Linked DNA regions of Mus musculus: region 2 is linked to region 1. Evidence: chromatin contacts called from public Hi-C data. All regions are on one chromosome and are shown on one strand. The core of a region is the stretch at or near the end of the contact, and the rest is flanking DNA. Distances in the headings are between cores, read along the strand shown. Region 1 holds the start of Uba5 (ubiquitin-like modifier activating enzyme 5). Region 2 overlaps Acpp (acid phosphatase, prostate).

What was found. Hi-C and Micro-C count contacts between places; a contact is called where the count stands out from the background.
Region 2: a Hi-C map of adipose-derived mesenchymal stem cells shows a contact between it and region 1, with 4 times the contacts expected there. The contact joins the enhancer-like site here to the promoter of Uba5 in region 1. A contact is called at or near these places in 1 of 39 promoter capture datasets (embryonic stem cells), 15 of 484 Hi-C or Micro-C datasets (the Ba/F3 cell line, the G1E-ER4 cell line, the HL-1 cell line and 6 more), 3 of 115 datasets of contacts at active chromatin or transcription factors (embryonic stem cells and epiblast stem cells) and 3 of 9 other capture datasets (adipose tissue, embryonic stem cells and liver).

Annotation. Positions count from the first base shown.
Region 1 is chr9:104,061,142-104,065,745 of GRCm38.p6, forward strand. It overlaps Uba5 (ubiquitin-like modifier activating enzyme 5), which reads right to left and starts at 1,980. Exons shown (of 12, transcript NM_025692.3): 1 at 1,651-1,980. The coding sequence starts at 1,805. Acad11 (acyl-Coenzyme A dehydrogenase family, member 11) reads left to right here and starts at 2,583. Exons shown (of 20, transcript NM_175324.4): 1 at 2,583-2,762. The coding sequence starts at 2,620.
Region 2 is chr9:104,303,466-104,308,069 of GRCm38.p6, forward strand. Acpp (acid phosphatase, prostate) reads right to left here. Exons shown (of 11, transcript NM_207668.2): 9 at 3,420-3,523. Among named protein-coding and RNA genes, the nearest start is that of Acpp, 32 kb to the right of the region's middle. Within about 2 kb of position 2,461, at least 39 of the 459 cell types and tissues checked have an H3K27ac peak or open chromatin away from gene starts, as enhancers often do. A contact at or near this core is called in the HL-1 cell line, adipose-derived mesenchymal stem cells and nephron progenitors, where this site is marked.

The DNA.
Region 1 (4,604 bases), core at 730-3,229:
ATATCTGTTGTCTGCCAAGGATTCTAAGAAGCAGTACTCATCTGCTCTATTATTGTGTATAAGTGTGTATTTATGTGTGCACACGTGCACACTGTGGTATATACCTATATAACACATTAAAGTTTTTGTGTGTTTGATCTTTACTGCACACATGGACCTGTGGTTGTTAGACATCTGTCAGCAGCCCTCTGGTTAACCCCGCCTCTCCACTTTAACCCTATGTGACCCTATTTAGAGCTGCACACACTATTCTAGTATTTTCACTTCTTGCTTCTCAGTCTTCTGAAGTCTTCACTCTTAAATGTCCATCACAGATGCACAAACACTTCCTGTCTCAGTAGCCATTGTCCTTTTGATTAGATCCTAACTGTTCACTGCTGGGTGGGTATTTTAGCAGTTCCCCTTCTTTCACAACCTTGACTCCTCAGGCAGCAACTGCATCTTCCTTATGCCTAATCTCCTACATGTTTGCACTCACTCAACCTAACTCCAGCAGTTCTCAGAAATGTCTACGTACACTCACATGCAGGCGTTACCAACTTCACCACCCAAGAGTGTCTCTAGACCCATAGCCCACAGAGTCCTCTTTCTGGAACTTTACCTACGTTTAAAACTACCCAGGTTTTAGCCTCACTGCTTATAGCCTTAGAGACTTGCTGGGGAGGGACCTAATGCCACAGATTCTATTGTATACTGCAGTCCATCTAAAATAGCTCCCTACACTTTTCTCACCTCCAGGATGAGAGAAAATGATCAGCAATCCCCTAGGACCGTGGTGAGAAGAAACATACATGTAACGGGAGGTCTAACAGCATGCTGCCGACTGTGGTCGTCTACGAGGTTTGCCATGCACGACTGCTGTTCTAAGAACTGCACATAAACTGCTTCAGTCTTCAGAACTATGGCGGAAACAGGCGTTCCTGTGGCCCCACTTACAGGGAACAATCTCACCCAGAAGTTCAGCAGCTGTTAGAAACCGTTCTAAGTTACTGACTACTCAGTAAGCTGAGAAGTGAAGCCACTCAATCTTCTAAGCCCATTTAAGGAGAGCAAAGAGGAGGGGTCAGGAGCCCTGGCAAAGCCAATATTCAGGGATATTCGTGAGCACCCTAGTAACTAACTCTCCCTCACCCTGCTCCATCTAAGTTACACCAAGAGGCATTTAGGAAACGGTGCTCTATCCTCGGCGACTTTACATGAGATATTATACTCTGACAGAGCTTTCTATGCATCAGCCGATGCAGAGCCAGGTAGACTAATAAAGATAATGGTGACAGGAAACTGGGTACAGGACAGCAGGCAGAAGAGCTCCACCATATGGATGGATGGCTTGGATTGTTTGTTTTTTTTTAATAAAATGTTATTTTCCTTCCTTGCAGAAAAAAAGGGGTCTCACTACACAGCCCAAAGTGGCCTACAACTCCTGTAGCCCAGACTGACCTGGACCTCACGACAACCCCCTCTACCTCACCCTCCCGAATGCTACGATGAATCGTGAGCCAACTCGCTTGGTGAAGAATATCTTCTGACTAGCATAAGACATGGCCTTGCCCATCTGGGAACTGGACCTCCACAGCAGGAAAGGAGCGGCAGGAGGCCGGCTGAATCCCTCGCGCGGAGCGTGGCCCTGCCCGCCCCGTCATGGATCACCTGTAGGGATTGGAATCCAACACCTCGTCGCTCATCTCCTGGATGCGGGTCCGGCCGCAGTGGCCGTCCCCTCCAGAGCGCCGGGTTCTCTCCCGGGCGAGTTCCTGCTCCAGCTCCTCAACCCGCTGTCGCAGCCGCTCCACCGAGTCGGCCATGGCTGGGCTCCCGGTGGCCTCCGATCCCAGGCCGGACCGCCGCCGTCGCCGTCGTCGCCGCCTCCCCACGCTGCCTCGCTGGGCCCACGAAGCGCAGGAGGAACAGACACAGCCTTCCAGGTCCAGACACCGGCGAAGCGGCTCCAAGGCTCCCAGTAAGACACGTCTCCGGCACGCCCACCGGGCTTCCGGCGTGCCACTTCCGGTGCGCCGCCGCCATCGCTCCGCTCGGTAAAAAAAAAAAAAAAATAATAATAATAAATAAAAACACTCCTCAAAACACTTAGCTTTCTTCTCTAGAACCAAGACCCAGGTCTCAGCAGAGCCAGCATCATATGTGTCCAGATCAAGTCGACGGCCATTCCGTCTTTCCTATCTAGGAGGCCATGAGAAACACCAGGGTCTTTTAATGCAGGCTCAAGGTTCTGGCGGACTCTCTTCTTGCACGGACCGCACAGGTCTTCCGCTGGCGCGTCCTTAGTCTAGGGTGACAGCTGTTTGTCTTCATTCGCCAGAGTCACGTTTGCGACCTTGTTTTTCTATAAGACTGAGGACTCCAGCTCTGACGCTGAGGGTAAATTCTAAGTCTGGTCCCACAACAGGCAATTCTTTTATTTCTCCACCAGACTCCGAGTCCCAGACTCCGCCTCCCACATGGCTTTGCAGCAACACTGCCCAGAGTCCCGGTGATTGGCTTCTCCTAAGCCCCGCCCGACCACGCCCCCCCCCCCCCCCCCCCAAGTGCCGGTCTCCTTTCTGCCTTGGCGCAACCTCCGTACAGTCTGTGGATTCCTCGGTGACAACAGTGGCGGTCATGGAGACGGATGTCACCAGTGACACCGTGGAAGTGCTACCCCAGCACAAGTTCGACCTCAGGTCCCTGGAGGCCTACCTGAATCAGCACTTGCCGGGCTTTGGGTCAGATTCCCGGGCTGTGCTGACTGTTACTCAATACAGGTATCAACCATAGCCTTTGCCTCCTGGGAACATGTCTGTGCTTGGTGCTTCGCTTCCTTTGGCCCTGGGTGGGTGTCTCATTTGCCCGGTCGGGATTTCTTTCCCTGCAAGGATGCTTCCTGGATAATTTGTACTCGAATCCCAGGCTAGTCTGAATTAGAGGGCAGGAGCAGAGGTGCAGTATCCATTATGCAGTGCAGTCTTGTTAAGGACTAAAATTATGTGTCTAATTCACCGAGAGTGTTGCGGCTGAACACTCTTGAATTCCTAATAGATATCTTCTGTGACCTTCTGTGCTACAATCTAAAGATCAGTTTCTGAGGGGCTGGTGCCATTTTGTTTAATTGACCTTAGTCACCTGGGGCTAGGTTAATAATACCAGCTAAAATATACCAATTCGATTCTAGACATTCCACTTCACTGTTTTTAGCACCACTTAAGGCCTAAGTTCTTGAAGCAAGGGAATTAAACGGGAGGAGGTGACTCCAAGAATACCTTTCCCCACTGACAAGTGAATCTGGTTTTAGTCTGGTGTTTTGTAAATAGAGAGGGTATTTTTTGTTTGGTTTTTGATTTTTGTTTTTTTTTTACTTTTATACAGTTCCAGTATAAAACCATTTCATATGGTTTCAGTAAACTGTGCCTGGCCTTTCTATCTGGGGATTTAACTGTAACATAAATTCAGAGATCAAAGTTCCTTTCCTGTAATATTTGCCTGTATCCATTAGTCTTGATAAAGAAATGAAGTGATTTAGGTGAAAGGACTTAAGCATTGAAATATCCGTGGAGAGGTGGAATAAGTAATAGTTGACACTTCTAAACTTAATACTTTGTGTTGTAAACAGACTGAAGCAGGTCAAAGTTCACATTTCAGTGATTAGTTCACTCTGTGGAATTTGGCCAGCTTATTGTCCTGCTTTCAGATAAAGGTTATATATGTTCACATTACTGTGGTCCTGTGCAGACTTAAAATAATTCTGAATTAAGTTGATGTTCACCAAAATCATGCTCAATACATGAAATTAGTTGTGATACAAAAAAAAGTACTTCTGAAGTCAAACCTAGGGCTACATGGCTTTAATCCCAACAATCTAAAGATCCCTGGAGATTGGAGGCTGAGGAAAAATGATTGTGAATTTGAGGCCAGTCTGGGCTATGTAGCAATCCTTGGTTTCAAACACTATTTTTCCAGGAATGTTATATAATCTTGATTTAACATAGATGTACATATTCAACAGAGAAAACACATTCATTTTCAGGACATATGAAAAATTATAAAAATAAAAGTAGATAGATAGAAAGAGAGAGAAATAGTAAGGCCACAAAAATCTCAAAGGAATCTTTTAAAAGTTTAGACCAGTTCTATGGCTTATCAGGTAAAGGCACCTGCTGCTGAGCCTGACAACCTGAGACAACCCCCTGGAAACTACATTGTGGAAAGAGAGAGACAGATCCTGCATGTTGTCCTCTGACCCCCACACGTGTGCCACCAAATAAATAAATATAAAGGGGGAAAACACACATTTTGACAATATAAATGCAACTTTTTAATAGGATTAAAACAGCAAAGAAATGCTATCCAGAAACGACTTGTTTTGTGTGTTGAAAAGCCAAGAGCAACATAGGTAATAGTTTGTTAAACTTAAGAGTACAAATCACTTGCATTTCTATATCTTAGCAACAGTTGAAAAATGACACCCAAAAGCTCTAATAAAAACATCCCAAAACATTACCTAATAGAAGGTGTTCAAGACCTTTGTATAGAACATAAAAAAAAACCTCATTAGCAGTTTTTAAAGAACCTTAGAAGTCACATACATGAGCAGGAAAAGTCAGGATTGA
Region 2 (4,604 bases), core at 1,211-3,710, 240 kb after region 1:
CTTATATCTTGGAGTGACATTTTCAGAAACAGCCTTCCCCTTTCCTCCTCCTCAAGTGGCCTTGATGACCAATAGTCCAGCAAAATCATAACTATCTTTTCAAAGACTAGAATTATGGCCCAGAAGTGACTGCATTTTGAAGACTCCCTTGTAGCTCATGGGATCAAGTGTGTCATTTTAACCAGTAAAGTATCAACAAAAAAGACATGTTTCTTTGGGACTGAGGGATTTGATACAATCGCATTTCCACTCCCTAACTTCTTTGTAAAAGCTGCCTACAGGTGCTTCCAGCTGTAGGTCAAAAGCCCAGTGCCTGATTCTCATCAAATGCTATCGCAATGCAAAACACCAGCCTTGACCGAGTGACCAGTGCTGGAGGCTTAGATACACAAGGCTTAATTTCCATTGTGTGAAGCCTCTAAGAGCCTGATCTTCACTGATGCAGAAGGGAAAGCTAATTTTGTGAATTAACATATCTAATTAATTAATTAATCAATCAATGTAGAGTAGTATCTACATAGGATCTCATGGTGAAGATGCCTACTAAAGGCACACAAAGGATAAAATTGTGGCACATAATGCGAAAATGGGGGACTGGAGAGATGGCTCAGTGTTCAAGAGCACTGACTGCTCTTCCAGAGGTCCTGAGTTCAATTCCCAGCAACAACACGGTGGCTCCCAACCATCTGTAATGGGATCTGATGCTCTCTTCTGGTGTGTCTGAAGACAGCTACAGTGTACTTATATACATAAAATAAATAAATCTTTAAAAAATGGAAAAATATGGCATTTTAGCACAGGGAATCACTATATATTATCTCCAGCTTTAAACTTATATGCCAAATCAGAGAGAAAAACCCTTGAAGTAGATCAGGTGTGGCACTGAGGCCTGTAACTCCACCACAGGGACCCAAAAGAGGACTTGCAAGCTGCAGTCCTGCTTGGGTTACATTGCAAGATCCTGTTTCTAGAACAACTCCTTTAAGTGCAGGGTAGCCATGCCACCTACAGTTTCAACAGCTCTCGGATTAAGAACGGCCAGGAACTGAAAACAGCCTTCCTTTGTGTTGTTATCTTTTCTTCTTTCAGTAGAAAGTCTAGGGTGACCTTGGAGCCAGGACCAGGTAATAAACAGCTAAAGCCTATGTTAACTTTGGAAACCGCCCCCACTCCCTTGTTCTAACTTAAAAGCAAGCAATCACTTTTAACCTTTGATTCGTTCCTGGAGTAGAGAAAGTTATCCTAGATTAACCTGTGGGTTTGTGTGTGACTTTTTGTTAAAGTTTGTGTATGTGTGTGTTTTTTTTTTTTTTTTTTGGTGAAAAAGTTAATATTAGGGACTTGATTGAGGCCTTTAGAGAAAGTGAGCCGGTGAGAACATACTGTAGTTAGTGCCCCAACAATTTATGACTTCACACCCCGATAAGCAAGTTCAGGACTGCACCCCCAATAAATCAAGTTTAGAACTGCACACCCCAATATGCCAGCCGAGGACTTCACACCCCAGTAAGCTCAGGACTGTGGTGCAGACCCCAGAGAGGAGAGAGAGCTGAGGAGAGCTGACAATGCCTCTTGCTTTAGATCTGAAGAGACAGCCTACGCCTAGAGCTGACGCTAGGGTTTTAGCTAGATTTCTCAACTCCATGCTCAGAGGGGCCTTCAGACTCGGCTGTGAACGGGAGAGCGTTTGTTTCCAAGCGTTTACTGATCTATTCACTAGTTTCCACGGTGGGGGTTTTCTCTCCCTTCATGTGAGGTGTTTGAGAGCAAGAGAAGCTAAGGTGGCACTTTACTTTTTCATGCCTGGCACCCAGTCAGAGGTTCAGGAAAGAATGTCTACCTCCTCCTGACCATGATGGACCCACTTTCTTTGTAAATAGTTAAGAAATTGGCTGAGGATGAAGTCTGGGTGGTGTCTTAATATTTCCTTCCAGGAAAGAGTCTCCCTGCTAAGAGATTCTGAACAGCCTGCAAACCTGTGAGAGGAGAGGTATGTGGACCAATCACAGTGCACCTCATATGTAAATGAAGGCATGGATCTGGGCCAATCAGAGCACACAGCTCATGTGAAAATGAGAGTTTCATCAGTTAGTCTTGCCTTGCTAGCACCAGTTGCAGCTATGCCTCCAGGGGAGGTGCTCTCTGCCTTTGGCCTAGGTTGAAATGGTAGTAAGTTCCTATCTAGCCAAGTCTTGTGATAGCAAAATGTATGATATAAACAATGTGAAACCGTCCTGCTGGCGCTGCTCCTGAGGGGCTGATGCAGCCGTTGTGTGTCTTCCAAGGTATTCATAGAATGTTCAAAATGGCCGAAGTCCCAGTAAACTAGGACATCTGACATCTCTAACCTGACTTTTCTTTGCTCTTTCTTCTCTCAGAGGCCAAGCTAGTCATTGGTGGAGGGTCATACTAAGCCACCAGTGGGTTAATACTGCTTAGCAGTAGGACTTTATGACCATCAGCTGACAGATATGAGTCACAGGAACTGCGGTTTGCACTGTTTAATTGAAAGATATTTTACATACCCATCAAGCATCTTTCTTTCCCTCTTGGTGTCTTGTACCAGACAGTTTCTTCCCGCAAGGAAAAAAAAATGTAATGTCTGCCTACTCATTATATTGCCTTCATTTAAAAAAAATTAATTTCTTTCACTTTGTATGTTTCTCTCAATCTATCTTCTGTGTGTACATTATTTCCCAATAAAAGGCTCACAGAATTGAAAGAGTCAAAGGTATTGTTATCACTATCCCTGCCCTCTGAGTATAAAGCCAAACCAAGTAGAGACTGACACAATGGCCTTAAGCCAGCAAGACTCAATAATAGCAGGCTGGGATAGCAGCACAAGTCTGTAACTCCAGCAATCTGAAGGCTGAGGAGGGAAGATCAATGCCAGCTTGTGTTACAGACTGAGTTCAAGACCGACTGACCCCAGCTATGTAGTGAAACGCTGTCTAAACAAGCAAGTCAAGAAAGAAATGCCTAGCTGAGAGCTTAGAGGGTTAATGGGTTATAGAAGAGGAATAGTTAGTTTGCTTTGGAGGTGTGGTCCTGGAAAATGACGCTCTCCAGCAGATAGTCCCACATCCATGATTAAATGGCCATCGTAAGTGACATGATGTTGGGAAAGTGTGTGTGTGTGTGTGTGTGTGTGTGTGTGTTGGATCCAGGAGGAGTTCAGGAGAAGATGAAGGTGAACACATCCAAAATACATTGAATGCATTTATAAAAGTCTCCAAGGATTAGTAATAATAATAATAATAAAAAAAAGGATAAAAAATATAAAGGATAATAAAAAAAATCTATGCGTTCCAGACAGCCAGGTTTGCATAATGAGTTCCAGGGTAGCCAAGGATACATAGTTGGACCCCATCAACACAAACAAACAGACCCAAACTGATAAGAGCAAAGCAGGCACTTACCCCTTATCATGGTACAATTCCATCATGTGGCAAGAAGCGTAGGGAGGCAGAACTCCATTATAAACATCTAGCGCCATCTGCAGGCCACTCACGGTAGTGTCGTGCTGCAGAGATTGGAAACAAGCAATTTTACTGTTTGCTCCCTGATTCAGGTGTACAGACTTCAAGCTGTGTAGGATACAGTGACGGCTCCTGATTCCTCCACACTCCCAGTGAAAACATAGAAGAGGGGAAAGAATGAGCTTCTCTTGTGCGTTTGGGCAGTAGGATGGACTCATCTATTGGTTTTGTTTAAAAGATGAAAAGAAAATGGCTATCCAGAGAAATTAGGCACCTTGCTTAGTTTCCTAAGTAGAATAAATGCGAAGCCCATCTTCTTATTTTAAGTTCCATGCCTGTAGAGGGCCTTCCTGCTTCTACATGATGTATTGACTTTCAACACATTAAAAAAAAAAGTCCAGGTCATGTGCTAAGTTACATTTCCCACATAGTTGCAACATCTTTGATTTTAAAGTTGAAGAAGAGTATAGGAGACCAAGGATGTTGAGGGAGGTTAAAGATGTAGGGAAGTAGCGAGTGTAAGGTTTAAAAAGTAAATGATGAATGCCATGGTTGTTTACATCAGAGTGGTTTTTGGTCTTTTGGCATGGGAGAGCTATGTAATCTTAGGTAAACGGTACCTTGCATTTCTATAAGATGGAAGAATATTTGAACTGTCTGAGGCCTGGGCTATAACTCAGTTGGTACAGTGCACAAATCCCTGGGTTTAATCCCAGTATTGGGGAAGGGTTTTACACACACACACACACACACACACACACACACACACACACACTTAGTGCATACGTCACTCTCTGTAGGATGCACACAGGTTAGGACTGGAACCCCATTTAGAAATGTTACACAGCTGTCAGCATTGTCTAATCTCAGGCCCACTTCTCTCTCTCTCTCTCTCTCTCTCTCTCTCTCTCTCTCTCTCTCTCAGAAGCGCTTCCCTTCCTGTGTGGGCTGTTTCTCTAGCCATTTGCATTCAGAGTCCCTGATGGGCATAACATCCCTGTGTCTTCAGGCACCTTTGCTTTTCTCTAGACAAACCATAGCTTTCTGCATAACCCAGCTGACCCTCCCTTCTCCCGTTGTCATCCTAGTTTTGTGCCGCACCTCCATTTAGCCCTCAGCAGGCAC